Regions from separate parts of the Rattus norvegicus genome. Here region 1 is linked to region 2. The links are chromatin contacts, called in public Hi-C maps. All regions are on one chromosome and are shown on one strand. Each heading gives the region's core, a stretch centred on a gene start, on an enhancer-like site or on the middle of the called end of the contact. The rest is flanking DNA. Distances are from core to core; before and after follow the strand shown. Region 1 holds the start of Gfod1 (Gfo/Idh/MocA-like oxidoreductase domain containing 1). Region 2 holds the start of Ranbp9 (RAN binding protein 9).

What was found. A called contact is a pair of places that touch in the nucleus more often than the background predicts.
Region 1: a Hi-C map of frontal cortex shows a contact between it and region 2, with 1.9 times the contacts expected there. The contact joins the promoter of Gfod1 here to the promoter of Ranbp9 in region 2. A contact is called at or near these places in 1 of 12 Hi-C or Micro-C datasets (frontal cortex) and 1 of 1 datasets of contacts at active chromatin or transcription factors (oligodendrocytes).

What each region holds. Positions count from the first base shown.
Region 1 is chr17:21,603,551-21,609,150 of GRCr8, reverse strand. It overlaps Gfod1 (Gfo/Idh/MocA-like oxidoreductase domain containing 1), which reads right to left and starts at 3,061. Exons shown (of 2, transcript NM_001170334.1): 1 at 2,809-3,061. The coding sequence starts at 3,061.
Region 2 is chr17:21,424,005-21,429,025 of GRCr8, reverse strand. It overlaps Ranbp9 (RAN binding protein 9), which reads right to left and starts at 2,249. Exons shown (of 14, transcript NM_001427414.1): 1 at 1,357-2,249. The coding sequence starts at 1,870.

The DNA of each region.
Region 1 (5,600 bases), core at 1,812-4,311, 180 kb before region 2:
ACAGGAACTGCTCAGCCATGCATAATTCTGAGCCTCCATTTAAACCTCTATTATGAGGTCTCACTTGAAGACCTTGAAACCAGACTTGGAGAGTCACAGGGTCCCGTTTGTCCCTCTCCTCAGTATTGACTAAATCTCTTTTTCTGCTACTAATTTGTCTGTTTTCATGGGTTAATGGAGGGCAGGCGGCTGAACCGGGCTTGCTGAACATAGACTGTGACCCAAGTCTAGTAGTAGTAGAACTTTGAAGGACGTTTCTGGAAATCAAAGGAAGATGTGTGCAACGCCACCGGCCCAATTTCACTTATCTGGTGCCGTCTCACTATCAGGTCATGACATGGACTCAGCCACAGGTCACAGTCCTGCTCACAGTGGAGGAAGAAGGATGTTTCACCAGAACTCGTTAATGGATGGCTCTTTTCAGTCCCCGGTAAACACTACTATGTGCAAACCTCCGACAGCCGAGACCAGCCTGATAACTGTTTGGGGCTTTCCACTTCCTGTGCAATGTGTGCAGAAGGTCTTAACCATGACTGTGAAAGTCAGTCAGGAGTGGCCTGGAAGGTACAATTGAAAGAAGCCTCACGTGTCTTTCCATGAAGTCTTGACACCTGTTCAGCCTTTTCCAAATCCAGTTCGGTGCCTCTACATTTCCCATAATTATGGACTACCTTGAATCGCTGGCAAACAAACCCCAAAAGGGAAAGAAGAAAGCCTACAGCCCATGGTGAAAGAAAGGACGAACCCTGGGTTATCCCCTTATCACACTTAGTAAACTCGGTTAACGGAGCCTCCCGTGTTTCACTCTGAAGAGGAACTCACTTCAGCCTTGTCAGTGCAAAACGAGAACTTACATGGATTCTTTTCTCCAGTGCTGAGAGCTGAAACCTGATGCCCGTGCATGCCAGAAGGTGGTCTACCATGGTGCCACACCCCAAGTCCTCACACAGATGACATCATCATCATCATCATCCATCACCATCATCACCATCATCACCACAACCACCATCATCACCACCACCCCCACCATCATCACCACCACCATCATCATCATCATCATCACCATCACCACTACCACCACCATCATCATCACCATCACAGAAGTATACAGAGAAGTACAACAATGGTCTACATCCCTAAAGACTTCCGTGACCCAAGGCTGGCAGTGTATGTCGTTCAGTTAGTGAAGTACTTGCCTAACAGGCAAGAAGTCCTGGGTCTGATCCCCAGAACCAAATAAACTAGGTATGGAATCTCAGCACTCAGGAAATAGAGTCAGGAGGATCAAACGTTCAAGGTCATCTTCAGCTAAACCGGGAGTCGGAGGTCAGCCTTGCATACAGGAGACCCCACCTCAAACAGCAATGATAGTAAGTACCAGAGACCATGAGAACACAAGAGCATTCCTGTTCTGTAACTGGCACTCTCCCCTGTTCTGGGGTTGCTCCGTGGGTCTGCCCTGCAGAGGTGCCTCCGGAGAGAGAGAAAACTCCAAGTAGCTTTTAAATAGGACCAGACCTGAGCCTCCAGCATAGATGGGACTCAAGACAAACACGTTATAGAAATTACCCTAATACATTTTAGACGACAGCTTGTTTATCACCTACTTGACACACAAATCCAACACTAACAAGGGAGGGATCTACCCGGTATAAACCCAGTATAAACCAGCCATGAGATGGAAAAGAAACATTAACCGAAAGTTAACAGAATTCGGTTCAAAGCTAAAGAAACCAGGCTCCAAAAGCCAGAAGCTTAATACAATTAATGAGTAAAGGAGAGACCTGAGGCCCCCACTTTAGAATTTCTCTAGCCTAGTTTGTCAGGAGCCTCTTCTCTGTAACCCTGATTTCCAAGGATGGGTAGTGAAACGTCTGAGTATAGCCAAGTGGGGTTGTCTTAGGTCTGGAAGAGAGCTGCGGATGGACAGACTTGTTCAGGACATGCGTTTGAGCACAGAAGAGCCCCCCAACCCCACCTCCCGTCTGCTTGTAAACACAATGTGTCTTGGGAATATTCCTCAGGCAAAATACGGAGGTGCCATCGCACGTTTCCAAAGGAAACTGCAGCGTCTGGCCTTTTCCCCCACACACAAAGCATCCTTGCCTCTGAAACCACAATTCCCATCTCCTCAGAACACAAGGTGTGTTATTTTCAACTGGAGTAGAAACCTACTCCTGGGAGACTGTGCCCAAAGGTTAAATTACAATCTGTACTAACCTCTGACACATCTGAGCGTGTTCTGATAGACCCGCCCACTCTCGCTTCCACCGTCTTGCTTGCTCCCAGAGCAAGAGATAATTCCAGCCAGCTGTCAAATCTCTAATCTCACGCTAAACTCACTTACAGTGGAGGGAAACAAACGACCCAAACGGGGTGCCACAACTGCTCACAACAGGTACACCCAGGAAAAGCCCTGCCACGTGTGCGGCCCTTTATTCAAGGGTTCCTGGCCACGCGCTCTCCTCTCCCAGACGCACGCGCACCAACACACCAGAGCACTAACTAACACATTCAGCTGGGTACCGAGTTTCTCTCCCGGAACAGCAACCGGTCTTCTGCCTCTGATCCATTTGGTTCCTATACCTAGAACCTAAGCCTATTCCAGCCTCCCCACCACACACGTGGGAGTGCGCTTCCAGCTGGTACCAGGAGCGAAGCGTGGAGGTGGGGAAAGCCACCGACTGGGAATGGGAAAGCTGGGAGTAATAGGCTTGGGTCTTGGATTCCTGGGGTGTCTGCAATTGGAGAGGGAGCGAAGCGAAGACCCGGGCTAAAGAAGAGAGGGCTGGGGGAGGGGTCGCTCACCCAGGGTTTTGACAGCGATCTGCCTGGTGAGCGGCGGTGGCAGGTTGATGCACACCAAGTCCACATCCTGGTGCAGTAACACCTCGTCGATGCGGCTGGTGTAGAAAGGAACGCTCATCTCCTTGGCCAGCTCCTCGGCTTCTTCCTGAGTGCGGCCCCACAGCGCCTTCACCGCGAAGCCCTCATCTTTCAGCAGCGGGATGATGACTCGGGCCGTGAGGCTGGTGCCGAACACGCCCACCCCGGGAAGCATGGCTGCTCAGGTCCACCCGGTTCTGCCTCTGCCGGGATCTCCAGTCGAACACCCGCGCGCACGCCTCTCCGGCCAGTCCCGCAGTCTCCGGCTCCTGCAGCCGACCTCGCTGCGCTGCGCCAGCCGCCGAGCCCCGGGCAAGGCGCCCGCGTGCGGCGGCGTGACAGCGCACAGAACCACAGACCCTGCAGGCTCCGGGAGCCTCAGCGCCGTGACTGCTGCAGTGCCCGCCACTCGGGGCTCGTGTCCTTTCCGGAGACAGCGGCAGGGACTCCGCCTGGACGCACGAGGCCCCGAAGCCCCGGGGAGCCCGGGCTCAGGCAGCGCTCCCCCGGCAGCGCCGGCCGTCTCTGTGCGCCCCGCCGAGGCAGCTCCATGGTCTGCTCATCCCCGCAGAATCTCTCTCCCGGGTGACGCTCCGGCTTCACCACCCTCTCTGGGCTGCGGATCTCCTTTTCCCCCGGTCCTTGGTACCTAATGGAACCCAGAGGCCACCCAGAGGCCGGCTAAGGATGAAGCTCGAAGGGTACCAGGCGCCGATCGCGAGCAGCAGCACCGCAGCGGCGGCCACCACCCGGCGCCAGGTTTCTCATTCTGCTGCCATATTCGCTTGCTCGCAGCGCGCCTTGGGCGGCCTCGGCCCCGCTAGGGCTCGGGCTCCGGCTCCGGGATCCCGAGGGTACGAGGGCGGAGTTGGCGACTTTGACTGTCAGCGGCCCGGGTTCCTGCACCGCCCTTGCCGTAGCGCCGCGCTCCATTGGCCGCCAAGCGTCGCCCCCGCCCTTGTCTCGGCCGCCCTAGGCTCTCGTTGCGCTCAGCGCCCAGCCCCTGGAACCCGCTTTGACTCCTCCCCAACCCCGCCTGGCTCGCCTGCTGCCCCCGGGTGGCTTCCCTTTCTCTGCGCTCTCCGCCTCCGCGGTCGCCTCCTCCTCCTTGTGCTCCAAGCTCCGCCCAAGCAAGCAAATAAATCTATCAAAGCAGGGCGCGCCCTGAATGGGCTAGGACTGGGTCCCTTAGAAAAGATTGGCAGATGCTAGGACCCCGGGAAGACAGGAGGACCCCATGAGGTGTGAGTAGCGTGGATCACAGTCTCTTCTCTCGAGTATTTTTCTGTGCGGGCCACCGCACTAGAGAAGCTTTCCAGGCACTTAACCCTGAGCTTATTGGAAACTCGTTTCATTGATGAGAAAGTGAGCTCGGGAGAGGTTAAAGGACTTGCTCAAGGTGACACACATAAACCTCAGTGCCGGGATTGGAAAGCAGACACCAGCATCTCAGCGCCGAACCCCTAGAGTTCTGACTTCCAAGTGTGTCGGCTCCAATCCCAAACCAACTCCACTCCTGAGGAGGCGCTAATCACTGTTCACCTACTCCATGCTTGTTCCCCATTGCTCACCCAGACCCGGGGCTCCGCCGTGTCTGTGACACGTGTGTCTGGAGTCTGGTCTTCCAAACACTTGTTTACTTCTGGCTGCCTGCCACTCCTGGCCGCTGCCCTCTGTCAGCTTCAGTTCCTAGGTACAGCCTTTCCTGCATCTGCAGTCAGGAGGATGTTGGAGACCCTCAGACCAAAATACAGGGAAAGCTCTTACTGTAGTGGTGACCAAGGGAGCCTCTGATTTCTCAACATATGCTCGGCACTTATCACACGGCCTAATGACATAGTAGGCACTCAACTAAATATGCAAATGATGGATATTCACCACCTGTCACGTTGTGCCCACTTAGTGCTGAGAGGAAGAAGTCAATGCCAAAGGGCAAGGGGACCTGCCCTCTCTAGTTCAGTGTTCTGGAAAAGTCAGGTCTACTGTCTGTCATGGTCACCCCTGACCTTTAGCACTCAGCGGAAGAGGCACGCGTCCTGCTTCGAGAGAAGCTGGAAAACATGATACACTGGAGCATTTAAAGCAACTTGTAACAACTGGTGGTGAGGCGGGGCTCATGGAGAGAGCTGTACACCAAAAACGGCTCTTGTGGCAATGAGAAGAGGCAAAGTTGACCTCAGGACGACATTAGTCAAAAGGACAAAGTGCTCCGGGACTAGCAACAGCCTGAACAGGGTCAGACAAAGAACAGACAAGATATGCCTGCTATGGTTAGCTGAGAAGTGCTAAAGAAAAAGTGGGTTTGCCGCCATCGCTGCCAGGGCAGATGCTTCCGGGCAGAGCAAGAACCATGGTTTGTTGCCCCTGGACAGGTGTGTGGTGTATGCCTCTTGGCTTGCAGAGCCAGAAGCCGGAGCTGACTCTTGGCTCTGCCATTTACTCCCTGTGAGACCCGGGACAAACATTTCCTCTCTGTTTGTAAAGGGGAACAGCATCTACCACTAGAGAAGATGTTGTGATTTGACTGTTCTGATATCCTGAGGATACTCCCTAGAATGTTCAATGTGATATATTATGCCCTCTATTTTGATATTTTTATTGCATACATTCTATTTCAAAGTAAATGTTAGCTTGTGTATATAAGTTGAATGAATTCTGTTGTAATCTTTCTGTTGTTTGGGTTTGTTTGTCGGCTGTTTCTCTTTAATGTTGTT
Region 2 (5,021 bases), core at 1,000-3,499:
ACAAGCTTTTTATTTACTATAAACCACAAAGTTAAAATGATAAAGTTTTGTCAAATCTAACAAAAGCATTCTGGCAGCCAAAACAGAAGAGAAAACTTCATAACATAGCACTCACTGTTCACACAAATTTAAAAACAAAATTAAGTAATAATCCACAATGAAATCAACAAAATGACCTAACTGAAAGAAAAAAAAAATCAGTATTTTGAAATTTTCGGCCACTCACATCAAGGAACATAGCGTTCAAAAGAGTAAGTGCTTCTTTGGATCTATGGCAAGAAGAAAAAGTAATGTTCCACAAGGCCCATCTTTGTGTAGATTCTTTTCAGCCAAATCATTCAGCAGATATCTGTTGCCATATGCGTTTCCAATTAAATAGTAGCCGATTTGTCAAGATTCTTCGCAAACCCTGTTCTGAATTCTTTCAGAATCTTACGGCAAGGCTGTTTATATCCTCGACAGACATGTCATTAGGATCCGAAGACCCTTCCTTTAGAGCCAATCAAAAAGAGCCTGCTAGGTGTAAAAGCTCGCCTGCTTTAGATTTAGGGCCTAAAACACAGAATGTGTTCAAACTGATACCACTGCATTTTTCTTTACCCTCTCCACACAACTAAACTTGACACACGCCATTAATCTGAGCGACAATTCAAAACCCCCTTACTGCCATTTATAACCTTCTATACAGTTTCCTTAAAGCTTTGTTTTAACCTAGGAAAAAGTGGGGATGGGAGAAAGCAGAGGCCTAAGGTGGTTAACTTTGTTAACTGCAGGTGCAAAATATAAGCTAGTTTTCTTCAAAATGCTAATTGGTATGTTTTAAAACCCTTGTTTTCAACAAAACTTCATGTAACACCAACCCGGAAACACAGGGCATTTCCAATGCGGAGGGGGGGAGGGTTTCTGCTCCCCGAAGAAAACGGAATCCTGAGGTTCCCCTCCCAACCTCCCAGTTGCTTTCAGTAAGGTGCAATGATGGCCAACTTGGGCCCCTTGTCCTTTTGTCCCCCTAGACAATCTCTGGCCTAATTTGGGACAAATCCTCCACCGATCACGCCTCCCTCCCCCTCCTGTGTATCTCTGCTCTCCCTTAATTAGAAACTGTACCTCGGAATCGTGCCTCTCACCCCTGCTGCGTAAGAGGAGATGGCCTGACCCTCCACCTGGAGAACAATGTAACCCAACTCCAGCCCATAGATTTATCTCGAGGAAATCAGAAGGTGCGATGTGTCTGGTCATCCCGGATTCCCTCAAAGCGTCCAGCTCCTTCCCACCTGGGACCTCACTCTCACGTTCCCTCGCCCAGAGCCTCGCCCCGCACCGTCGGATCTCTCCGCGGGACCCCGCGCCCCGTACCTTTGTAGTGCACCCGCAGGTTGTTCTGCGAGAGGCCGATGTAGCTGAACTTGTCCTTCGGGCTCCAGGACCGGGGCAGCGGCGTCTCCTGCTCATCCACGGCCGGATAGAGGCGCTTTAGCCGCCGCTGCAGCTCCTTCTCTTGCTCGTTGAGGGCCGAGTCGCCGTGCGGGAAAGGGGCAGCGGCGCTGCTGCCCGCCGCCAGGCCCGGGACCGGGACGCCTGCGACCGAGCCCGGGCCCACGGCCAGGCCGGGAGGCGCGGTGGCGGGGGCGGCCGCCGAGGCGGGGGGCGGCGGCGCGGCGGTGGCCGGGGGAGGCGGCGGCGGCGGCGGCGGGTGGAGCAGCAGGGCGGCCGCTGCGGCCCCCAAGCCTCCACCAGGCGAGCCGGCCGGGGAGGAACCGGCGCTAGCGGCCGCGGGCGCGGGCAGGGCGACTCCGGAGCCCGGGGCCCCGGCGGCGGGCGGCGGCGGCGGCTGCTGTTGCGGCGGCGGCGGCGGCGGCTGCCCGGACATCCCGGCCGCGACTCAGCCTGCGGCACCTCCAATCGTCCCTGCTTCCTCCTGCGCTTCCCGGGGGCGCTGTCGCTGCGGCCGCCGGCACCAGGCGCCCAGAGTCCGCCCGCCCCGGAAGCAGGCGGCGGGCCGCGCGGCCCGGCGGAGCGCGGCGGTTGAGGAGACCGGCCGCGGGCGGGCAGACGGGAGGGCGCGAGGGAGCGTTGGCCAGGCGCTGGCGGGCACGCGACCCGGAGCGATGCGGTGGGACGGCGAGGGGCGCGGGCAGGCGGGCGGGAGGGCGCGCGGCCCTAGGCGACGCGATGAAGCGGAGAGGCTGCAAGGGGTGCGAGCGGCCGGGGCGGCCGCTGCTCTCGCGGCTGTTTCCCGGCGGGCGAGCGGGCGGCGCGAGACGCTGCGCGCGGGCGGCGCCAGGCGAGGAGGCGGGCCGCGGCGCGAGGGGCGGGCCGGGTGCGCGCGCGGACGGGCTTGTCGGCGGCCTGGGGCTCTACGGCGCGGGCGCGGGCCTCCGGTGGCTGCGGGATCCTAGCTGCGCCGACCGGCGGCCTGGCGCGTCTTGTCCCGCCGTCCCCTCAGCCGCCGGGAGCCCGCGTCGCGCCCAGGCGAGAGCAATCGAGCCCTGCTGCGCCTCCGGGAGCTGAGCCCGGGGTTCCTAACGCCTCTAACGCTAGCGGGTCAATAAAGGGCCCTTGGAAACCATTTCTGAAGGCGAAGTCTCCCGCTTTAAATAGTGACCCTCTCGTTAATTAATTAATTTATGAGGAGTCCGAGTGAACTTAACGGGGGAACAGCCACGTTAGGAATACCAATCAAGACTGGCATATCGTCAAAGGGCAGGGACGCGAACTGTGTGTGCATTTAGGAAGGGCTTCTGGGGACGTCAAAACATTTTATAAGCTCATTAATTCTCACCATAGGCCTCTTTGTTAGGTAGCAGAGAATTATGCCCATTTTTTTTTAAAACATGGAAGTACTTACTGAGGTCAGCAGAGTTTTAAACAAATGGGACTTCCTACTTTGCAATTCTCAGTAGAGTGCTTGGTCAACTCATGTGGCACAATTTGCCAAGTGTTGCTCTCTGACCCCACATAGCATTACTATTCTGTTTTCGACACTTCCCTTTGTTTAGTTTACCCTTTCCTTAGCCCGGCGAAAGTCAGGCTTCAGGTTCTGACACCTTGTTTGCTTCCGAGGTGATACACTGGCTATTATTGGACCATATAAGCATGGAATGGTTGGTTGAACAGAGAACTAGTTACTTTGTTTTTGAAGCAAATCGGTCAATGGTGATTTAATGAAAGACTCCCATGGACATAGCACCTGGCCAGAAGTAGCATTCTGCCTAGTTTCCACCTTAAATTACCCACACTAGATACTCCTTTGTTCATTAATAATAATAAAAAGGTGCCATAATTTTAACCTCTGCTCTAAATTTTTTCTACAAATCACAGCATGTTTACATGATGCCATTGAATTTAAAACACACTAAAACTTCCATTTATAGTCAAATAAAGGGAGTTCCCTGGAAGCCATGTTCTTCTACATGTTGGTAGGCAAGATGGGCTACACGGGCTCCAAGCCTCATCAAACATCCCTAACAGAGTCAATAAGATTTTATTCATGAAACATACTATTTTTCTGTCAGGACACTTAGAAATTTTTACATATCCTAGGCATTGTTAAGGGAGTAGAATCGTCTGCATCCTTGTCAAAAGCTTTTTCATGGAGACACTGGTTGTCCTCCAGTCAGAGTCAAAAGATTAATGAACTGTGAGAGGACATTGTTAAAACGGCACTTTCCCACATCAGCGGAGGCAGAGGACATTTGGGGATATCATTTTGGTGGATAAGATAACCATACCTTTTGACTTCTCTATTCAAAAACTAAAAGTCAAATTCGGGAGATGGCTCAGTTGGTAAAGGGTTTGCTGCACAACATGAAAACCTGAGTTCAAGTCCCAAACCTACATAAAAAGGGCAGTGGGCTGGCCCATACTTGTAATCCCAGTGGAGAGGCAGAGACAAGAGGGTCTCCGGGGCTCGATAACAAACAAATTGAGCCTACCAGGTTCATTCCAGGACAGTAAGAGGTCCTGTTTCCTGTTCTGAAGAAAAACACCTGAAGCTGACTCTGGCCTCTCTATATTTGGGAGCACACACAGAGATGCCCACACACCCTTGCTAAATAAGCGGACGATGAAAAGTAAAAGCCAAGCAACAAAAGGGAAGTGTGGAAATATTAATGGTCAGCGAACGTATGGAAGTAAATTAAATGCCCAACATGAAGAGACTAGTTGACGAAATTATCCACGTGCTTCTTAAATGGGACTATGGTTACAGAAGCACGTACTGCGTATATGTGCAATTTATTTTTTTCTAAAAGCCTCCCTTTCTGGCAGTGGAATTGCCAAAAGAGAGCCAAGCAATTAGATAAAGGCACCATTCCCCACCCCTTTCAAGCTAGTCAGTGGGTCTCAGGCCCTGTTTCAGACACACTTCCTAGAGGCTGCTGGCCTGGGCACAAACTGAAACAAAGATTTTATGGCCTTTTAAAAATGTGGTTTTTACTGACACGGAAAAATGACTATGATGTCCTAAATGAAAAGAGGCTCTCCAATAATTATAGCACTGTCCAAATCATTACCTAAAGACATGAAAGGAGGTCATAAAAATGTTTCAATGATAGACAATTAAAATGTATAATTAAAAATAAATTATTACAAAATATCATAATTGTACATAGACAATGTGTAAAAATCCATTAGCCATGGACTTGTTCACTCCTCCTGGGTCTAGAGTTTTCCGTATTTATCATATTACTACAATATTTCTATTCGTCCACATCTACTTTCTCAGCGACGAATAGTAAGAGCCAAATCTGGCTGTCCTCAGCAGACAGAGACCCTAATGGACATTATTGGATGGTTCTCAGAATGGACTGAAATCTGAACAACCAGAAAAACAAAGGTTAAAAACGTAGGCCCGGGCCCTGAATGGCACAGAAGTCGCCCCCGAATGTCACCTTTACGCCAGCCCCTCTGTCCTCTGATTTCTGATCTCCACACCACTCATCCATATGTCAAAGTTGGAAAGCATGCATGCTATGCCTATGCCAGTGACGATCGATAGGCAGAGACTGACAGATTAAACC